Regions from separate parts of the Gossypium hirsutum genome. Here region 1 is linked to region 2. A link is a contact called in public Hi-C data. All regions are on one chromosome and are shown on one strand. The core of a region is the stretch at or near the end of the contact, and the rest is flanking DNA. Distances in the headings are between cores, read along the strand shown.

Evidence for each region. A called contact is a pair of places that touch in the nucleus more often than the background predicts.
Region 1: a contact with region 2 is called in a Hi-C map of leaf, with 3 times the contacts expected there. The contact joins the promoter of LOC107962161 here to the promoter of LOC107962163 in region 2. A contact is called at or near these places in 4 of 34 Hi-C or Micro-C datasets (hypocotyl and leaf).

What each region holds. Positions count from the first base shown.
Region 1 is chrA06:95,511,539-95,516,228 of Gossypium_hirsutum_v2.1, reverse strand. It overlaps LOC107962161 (integrin-linked protein kinase 1), which reads right to left and starts at 1,687. Exons shown (of 12, transcript XM_016898423.2): 1 at 1,138-1,687; 2 at 981-1,055; 3 at 799-894. The coding sequence starts at 1,458.
Region 2 is chrA06:95,327,214-95,331,576 of Gossypium_hirsutum_v2.1, reverse strand. It overlaps LOC107962163 (subtilisin-like protease SBT5.6), which reads left to right and starts at 2,312. Exons shown (of 9, transcript XM_016898428.2): 1 at 2,312-2,517; 2 at 2,634-2,829; 3 at 2,920-3,108; 4 at 3,304-3,415. The coding sequence starts at 2,446. It overlaps LOC107963465 (a long non-coding RNA gene), which reads left to right. Exons shown (of 2, transcript XR_001701927.2): 2 at 1-147.

The DNA of each region.
Region 1 (4,690 bases), core at 438-2,937, 190 kb before region 2:
CAGAGTGAAACCAGAGGGACATCTATTTAGAGGAAAGGCAGTTGCGAGTGCTGAGGTGAAATTTAGTGAAAGAGAAAATAGTCATTAAAAATACTAATATATTTGTAATAGACTATTTATTTTATAGATATTCCGACACTATTTAAATATAAATTCTTGAAATTTCTATTATCTACTTTTTTTATACAAAGCCTAAAACTATGCATAATCCCTTTCCAACCCTGAGGATAAGCACATTTGAACACACATCCTCCTACACCGGCAACAATACCGATGCCAACTGAGCTAAGACTTGGTCAGCATTTCTATTATCTACTTATGTATTCACTTATAACATAAATTAATTTATCATTTTAAATGAAAAAAATAATTAAAAACCTTTAAATGAAACAAAATAGAAAATTCGAAATAGCCAAGTGTTGAAAATTTAAAGAACGAAAGCAAGGGTGAAAATGGCAAGGGGAGTGCGATTGGAGGGAATTCTCCACCAGACCCAAAAGGGTCCACTGTCCAGTGAAATTGCAGTATGTTAGAATGGTCTCCACCGTGCTGCCCTTGTAATCAGAACAACAATTCGGGGCGATGGAAGATCAATTACGCCGTACCGGGCGCCAAGTTAAACGTACACTGAGAAACAGATCCAAACCAAAATTGTTCTTCTTATGAATGCAAATGTAACCACTATTAGCAAGTCCCCAGGTCTTGATGAATTTCCCAATAAAAGTCGTCCTTTACATAACTATGATTTAAACAATTATGAAACCATGATCAGCAACATATAATAAAATAAGAGATTACCTTTGTAATGTTGACGCTGTTAGTAAAATCAAGTTCTTTTGGATCAATCTCATATTCTGGAACTTCACGCGCGTGATTTACATGCATTGGAGCCATCTAAGACCAAAATTCAACAAGCAACATAAATAGAAAAATCAGCGAAGGAAAAAGATTTCCAAATAGAAAATTCAAAAGGAACTTACAAAAGGCTTAGCTCCATGTTTCTCCAGAAGCTTAATCACATCATGATTCTTATAATATACAGCATCTGCCAAAGGCTATTTAACCAAAACTATATATATTAGAGAGAAAAAAATATAAAAAGAGCAAAACAGGAGGCAATTTTGGTTTTTTGCTTACAGTGCTTCCCCATCGATCTGTAGATTCGACGTCAGCGCCGCGCTGAAGGAGCAAGGAAACGACATCGGTCTGTCCTTGACAAGCTGCAATATGGAGAGCCGTCCGATCATCGATGTCGCGGAAATTAACATTGATCCCCGAGTCCAAGAGCTCGCGAATGCCGTCCAAATCACCTTCGTTGGCCAAGTACATCAACCTAAGTCCTTCATCTATCTCCTCTCCTTCCTCGTTCTCTTTCCCATCGGCTTCGCCTCTGTCTCTCTCCGGCGCCATCGACGATTGCTTCCCTAATGTAAACCTCACCGCCGCTTTGTTTTCCATCACTTAAAAAGAACAAGAGAATCAAAGAAAAGATAGCTACTTCTCTTCGTAAATCCAAAATAAAGTATGATCTTCAATTTGATTAACGCTTAATTAGAGAAGAATTAAACAGAACTGGGACCTGACGTGTAGATTTTTACAATGAAAGTAGATTGAGAGATTTTGGGGAGGTTTTATAAAGAGAGTTCAAACCAAAAAAAAAGGAAAAGAAATGAAAGCTGGAAAGAAGTCGCTGAAGTTTCAGTATTGGTTAAGGTAACGTATTTTCCTAAGGGGCTGTGGTATCCACGCGCTGTAGATGCGTGAGAGTAATTTTGGCGACGTAGCGGTGGATAGGAGATAGTTGACGAACTTATGACGGGAAGTTAACGCGCTCCGTTAAGCGGAACAATAACAAAACGAAATGGGAAAACGACGACTTTATACTTTATTAGATATTTGCGGAAAGGGGTAAAGATTCACCGCTAATACATGATCAGACAGTTTTAGTGCAGATAGCCGTGTGGAGAGGGACCACATATTTTAACAAAAAAATAATTGCACCTGTACATCTCACATCAAATGTCTCAATTGAATTTTTAAATGAATATTATTTCAATCAAATTTTGGTTTTTTTACCTAACTGACCCAAAATAATTAATTTATTTATGAAAATAATCTAAATCTAAAATTATATGAGTAAATGATGCATTTTTCATCGTGATCATCGATGTACTGGATTAGCTAATCATCGATTTTTTTTAAAAATATTTTTTTAAATGTTGTTATTATGTCATGTGACACTAATACATATTTTTTAAATATTTGTCAAAAATATTGGTATTTAAATAGAAAAAAATTATTTTTAATTGGACACCTATTAAATTTCTAAAAAAATATATTTTTAGGTGTCATCATCATGTTAGACGACACCAGTGATTTTTTTTAAAAAAACATTATAGAAAAAGTAGTTTAAAGTTTTGGTTATTGTTTTAGAATATTTAGAGCCGGCTACTAGGAGATCAGAACTGTAGAAGTCAACGAGAAAGAGAAAATCTCTTCTTTGGTGTCAAAATTAACATGAAAGGCCATCATAATTGGAGACATCAGTGGTTATTAAATACGAAGACTAAGATTTTCAATTGAGGAAAAAAAAGAAAAATAAAAAAAAAAACAAAAAAGACAACTTAGTACATAAAAAAAAAGAGACTCTTGAATGGGAAAAAAAATTAGAGAATCAAATATGGGAAAAAAAATATAATAATATATATTGAAAATAGAGATATAAAAGGGAATTTAATATTTTATGGAAAATACCCATCTCTACTTTTCATATATGTTATTCTCTTTCATTTCTCATATTTAATTATTTTTATTTTTCATATATGTTATTCTTTTTATTTTCCCATATTTGATTTTCTCTTTGGTATCTCTATTTTGCATATTTGTTATTCTCTTTTCTTTTCATATTTGATTCTCTATTTTTCATATATATATATATATTAGTATATTTCTTTTGTCATAATTCTTGTTTTCTATAAAATATTCAATTCCTTTTTATATATTTATTTTACATATTTGTTATTCTCTTTTTTTTTCATATTTGTCTTTCTCTTTCTCATTCCTTTATATTTCTCTCATATCTCTTTATTTCTCACTCTCATCCCATCTAAGATTATTTTTTTTAAATAATATTTCATCCACTAATGGTGGCGTAGACAAGTCAAAAAAACAAAAACTGCCTATGAAGCAAGCATCGGTCACAGGCTTCTCCTTTTTCTTTTTTTTTCTATTTCAATTGTTTCTTTTCAACTTTTTTTTCCATTTCACTTTTTTTTTTAATTCCCACCGATGCTTCCTGACAAACTAACGGTACCTATTAAAAAATATTTTTTTCTCTCCTTAAATACTCGTATTTTTTCAGATATTTTAAAAAATATACATTTGTGTCGCCTAACATAATGGCGGCATCCAAAAAAATTTTTTTTAAAAAAAGTGTAGCCCGCCGACCACTGTAAAAAACGAATCATTTAGGTACACAAAATTTTAACTTAAATAGTAAATAATTAATTTCTTTTAAGTTAATTGCCTAAAAAGCCTCATATTTTTCATTAGTCTACTGTGAGCTTTGGTTTTAAATGTTTATTTGTATTTCATTTTATTCTTTTTTCACACACGTATGAATTAAGAAACAGACGATATTTTAAGAATTCGATTGTACTGTTATAAATTTTAAGGACTTGTTTAAAATTTGGCTCATAATTTGAATACATCTAGTATAGTTAATCCAAAAAAGTTAATTGAACTACGTGGAACACTTATTTTGGTGATCTAAATTAGGTTTGATCGGAGTATACGGGACAATTGGTATGTGCTTAAACTATTCAGTTTAGCCGACGTTTGAAAGAGCCATCATCAAAAATGCAGATAAGGCAGAATTTAATGATGTTGGGAACAAATACAAATGGGTGGATATTGTATTTGTGTATATATATAATGCTTGGATCCGCAACGTGGAAATACATTTTTGTAAGGCAGAGTGGTATACTGTGAATTTTGGATGGTGTTCTGAATAAGTACTAACTACGTGTTATACCTTATGTAGTGGATTTTGTGAATTTTATAGTGTATCTTATGAATATGATCGTATATTTATAGAGAGCTGAACATATTTTTTTTAATGGAATTAATTATATTGTAAACTTAGGTTAGTTCACAAATTTTAACTTGGAGAACTTTGAAAAGGGATAATTCCGAGAGACATATTGAGATTCAAAGTAATTGATTATTAGTCGCTCTAACATGTCTCATCCTAGGACATCAAGTCACGTTACCGTCACTACCAAGAGTATCAAATCAAACTTCCACGTCAGCGATCTTAGGACACGTACCTAAGTTTGTTCCTCACTATAAAAAGGTCATGCAAACAAATTACGTGCGACACTTCTTAATCTCCAATTTTTTTCCCGAAAATAGAAATCTCTTCTAAACCTTCATCCTTCTCTCCTTTATTCTGCCTTCAACTTTTTATCTTGTTCACGTCACGAGTTAACAATTGGTGTGCTAAGCGTAGACTGATACGATGCATTTAGGTAGTAGTGATCCTCCTATCACTAAGTTTGATCATACTAATGATCAAGTTGCAAACCCCATTGGTCATAATGCTGGAGCAAATATGGAGCAGACAAGGAAATCAAACCAACACCCATTGCATTCTGGTCAGCAATATCCCCCACAAAACCAAAACCAACAA
Region 2 (4,363 bases), core at 1,063-3,562:
TGCAAACAGCAACACCTTTGCTTGCTGAAATTTGTTTATGCCTTGGGCCTTGTAGTTTGGGTTTGTTTTTTATTTAGTTTTGTATATGTGTGGGCCTGGGCATAAATTGCGCTTAACAATAATATTAGCAAATATTTTTTTATCAAATTAATCCTAAAATCAGAATTAAACATTAAAATGTTAACAACATCACCTTTGATTGGGACAGCAGGGCCCTACACCCACAAAATATTATTTTAGTCCTTTAATTTTTAAAAATATAAGTTATTTTAATAGTAAAATTATACTTCATCTCACAAATCCCTTTAAAAGTTCTATAAATAACAAGCATATAAATTGTACTTTTACCAATTTAAAATTTTATAATTTAACTTTGGTCCCTCTAAATTAAAGTTTTTGCTTTGTCCCTTTTGGGTACTAAAATATATAATTTTATCAAATATAAATATCATGTTAAATAAAAAAATATCAAAAATATTATATTAAAATAAAATGTCAAACTTAAACACGAAATAATATATTAAGAAATAATATATATTTTTTATTTTCCATATTACACCCTAAAGACACATGAGTTGCAGTGGAGGCTTTCTTACCTTGAGATGATATAATATATATTTTTTTCAAATGGGTAATTATTTCGCACTCTACTAGTAAAATTTTTAAGGCTCTAAATAAGGTTAGAAAAGATGATATGTATCCCGTTTTCATACCTTCAATAGCATATTACCTTTTTTATTATGAGTAAGCAAAATTCAATTTAATTAATTTAAAATTTAATTTTTTAATTGAATCAAGTTATTAGAATTTTTTATTTTTTTGAATCAATTTGAATAAATAATTCGAGTTTTAAGTTCGAGTCGAGTTAAATTTTACAATTTGAATAACTCAAATAATTTGAATATAGATTGCTATAAATATCCTTTTAGTCCCTGTCAATTTTAAAAATGAGCAAATCGATCTCTCTATCAACAAAAATTTCAAAAAAAAAATTCAAAATAACTTTCGAATTTCAAAATATTTATAAAAATTCCAAAATTATATACATTTTAAAAAATTTCCAAAGAATATATAAAGAAAGTTAAAATTTTAAAAATTAAAATAATAATTTTGGGATGTAAATAAATTAATTAATGATTTAAGTTTATCATATTAAAAATATTTTTTTCTTCTTATTTTTCTTTGAAAAAGTTTTCAAATATATATATAGTTTCAAATTTATATCTTCTAACATGGAACTAGTTATATTAAAATAAGATTTTAATTTGGAATGTTTAATTTTTAATTTAACTCGAGTAATTTCACTCAATTTGATTTGGGTCGACTTGAATTTCATTTCACTGGACTCAATTAAAAAAAATTCAACTCGAGGTAGGATGATAAAATAAGACTCGTTAACTCAATTAACTCAAATTTTTTTACTCGATTTTATCAAATGTTTACCCCAACTTTTAACCCTGATTAAGAAAAGTAAAAACCTAGGCATAACGTTAAAAGGATGCTTTTATTAATTATTTAGTATATTACATTTTAATAAAAAATAAAAACTTTAAAGATAAAATAATTTAATTATAATTATTTTATCTATCATCAAATAAATATATTTAATAAAAACTCATGAGTTGACTGATGTACAACTAGAGTTTCGGATTTTATCACAAATCATATGGGTGTAAAAATTAAATCTTTAAATAAATTACGTAACTATTAATAATAATACTTTATATAATATATGGAATTAAAATTAAAAAGAATAGTTTAAATTGTGAGTAAAATTTTTTTAAATAAGTAACTACGTCATATTAAGAATATAATTTATCTCATCATATATAAATTTTATACTGATTTTATTAAAAATATAAAAAAAATAAAAGCACCGTTGTAAGAATATAACTTATTTCAAATTTGTAAGGACAATTTAATAAATTTTTTATTGGGTTGACCTTGGATTGACTTGTAACATAAGCTCAATCAGAGATTTAAATAATAGTATAAAAGATAAATATACAACCAATGTTGGTAAAACATTGAAATGTTTGTGAAATAATATTGAAATGCATAAAATATCAAAATAAAATTAATGACATGAGTTCAAATGTCAATATATGTAAATTTTATGCTGATTTTTTTAAAAAGCTAAAAAAAAATAAAAATATTATCATAACAATATTACTTATTTTAAATATGTAAAAATACCTTAGTAATTTTTAAAGGCATAATTATTTTTAATTAAAGATATACTTTTAACTTTTTTTCAATTAGAGATTCCCATATTTATCTGTAAATACAGTAAATGCTAAGAAGATTTTTCAAAACCATATAACAATCCATATATCATGTAAAGTGAAAGAGTTGTAATTATCAGTATACACAATTGATCAAGACGCTTATAAATATAACATTATCTCTCCATAGGATTGACAATACTCAGTGCCATTATTAGCCATGAAGAACACTCTCTTTTGTTTCCTTCTCTTGATTGTCGTTCCTATCTTGGCCTCATCTGTTGAGAAAAAAGTACTTTTTCTGTTTCTCGTAACTCTTCTATTATTTCTTCAACATCTTTCTGTAGTAAAGTTCTCTCTCGGAACTCTAATTTTCATGTAAAATATATATATTTATTGTCTATGTAGGTGTATATAGTTTACTTGGGGCTACACAACAATGGGGAGAAAGCTTTGCATGAGATTGAGAAAACCCATATCTCATACTTACTTTCAGTCAAAGAATCTGAAGAAGATGCTAAATCTTCCCTTCTTTACAGCTACAAACACAGCATCAATGGCTTTGCTGCAAAGCTTACACCAGATGAAGCCTCCAAGCTCTCTGGTGGGTGACTCATTAGCAACATATTTCTTCATCTCCATTTCTGAAATTAATACCTAATAATAATGCTTGGGTTTTCATTTTTCCTCACAGGAATGGATGGGCTTTTGTCAGTGTTTCCTTCACATGGAAAGCACTCAGTGCAGACAACAAGGTCATGGGAATTTGTTGGCTTAGATGAAGGAGATAGCTATTCATGGGAAAAGCTTAAGATGGGAGGAGAAGACTTATTGTCAAAAGCTAAACATGGCAAAAATGTCATTATTGGAGTGATGGATAGCGGTAAAAAAGTTTTGCAATTATAATTTAAAACTATATATGAATTCCAATGCCATCTTTTTAGATTACTCATGTGACTGTCTCAAGCATTATTGCTTTTGTTGTATTAAGACAACTGAGTAGCAAATAATTCATTTTTCTAAATGTATTATGTAATTATTGGATTGTTTTACTGTTTTGGGGGTCTCATCAATTTAGGTCTATGGCCGGAATCACCTAGCTTCAGTGACCAAGGAATGGATCCCACCCCAAAATCATGGAAAGGAATCTGCCAAGGAGGAGTCGCTTTTAACTCATCCAATTGTAACAAGTGAGTGAATTTTCCTTTGCTTTCTATTCCGCTATTCGGCTTGACTTGCCACTTCATGTATGGGTTCCAGCATTCATTCTTTATAATAATATTTATTATTTTAATATTCTAAAACCCTAAACATTCACATTTTAAATCCTAAAACTCTAAACTTTACCCTACATACTTAAAGCTAAATTTTAAATTTAATTAAAAACTATTTAAGGGCTCAAACGTGTGAGCATATGTTTTTCCTTAACTTTCATGGTATTTGTGTCCTATTAATCAAACCATATTTAGTAAAGGTTTGAGAAAAATTTCCCTTTCATCTAATTTACTTGTGATGAACTTTATATAATTTGTTGAATAGCATGCAAATTTTATTGCACACTGAGGGGTTTCTATTCTGCTTTTTCGAGGTTCGTTTCATGTGTCAAAATCTCGTGAAAACAATCTGAAAATGGTTCCTAATAAATCCAATAATCTTTGGGGAAAGGAGGGCCCTTTTCCATTTGGATTGATAGGACCAGCTAAGGTTCTTTGATTATTATCAAAGAGTCAATTCTATGATTACACCCCGTAGTTAATGAAAATTCCAGCTTTAGTCTTTACATTTTAATTTAATCAATATTTTTTAGAAGTGATTTGATTAATTTTAGTGTTTTATATTTTTTAAATTAATTAATTTTAATATTTTTTGAATTTTAAAATTTTTATTCTACTAAAAATAATAATTAAATTTATTGGATTAAATTCAATTAATAATTTTATACTAAACTATACAAATATTTATCCCTATCACATTCACGTGACTCTATACCTACCTTACACTACTGATAGAGTATCTTACATAAGCCCACCAAGAACCCCTTTTATATACACTTTCAAGGACATGAAAAAAGGGTCATTCTACCCTCTGCAACCAAGTTTCATGGGTGAACTGTCCTCAAGCTTCAAATCCAAATCTTG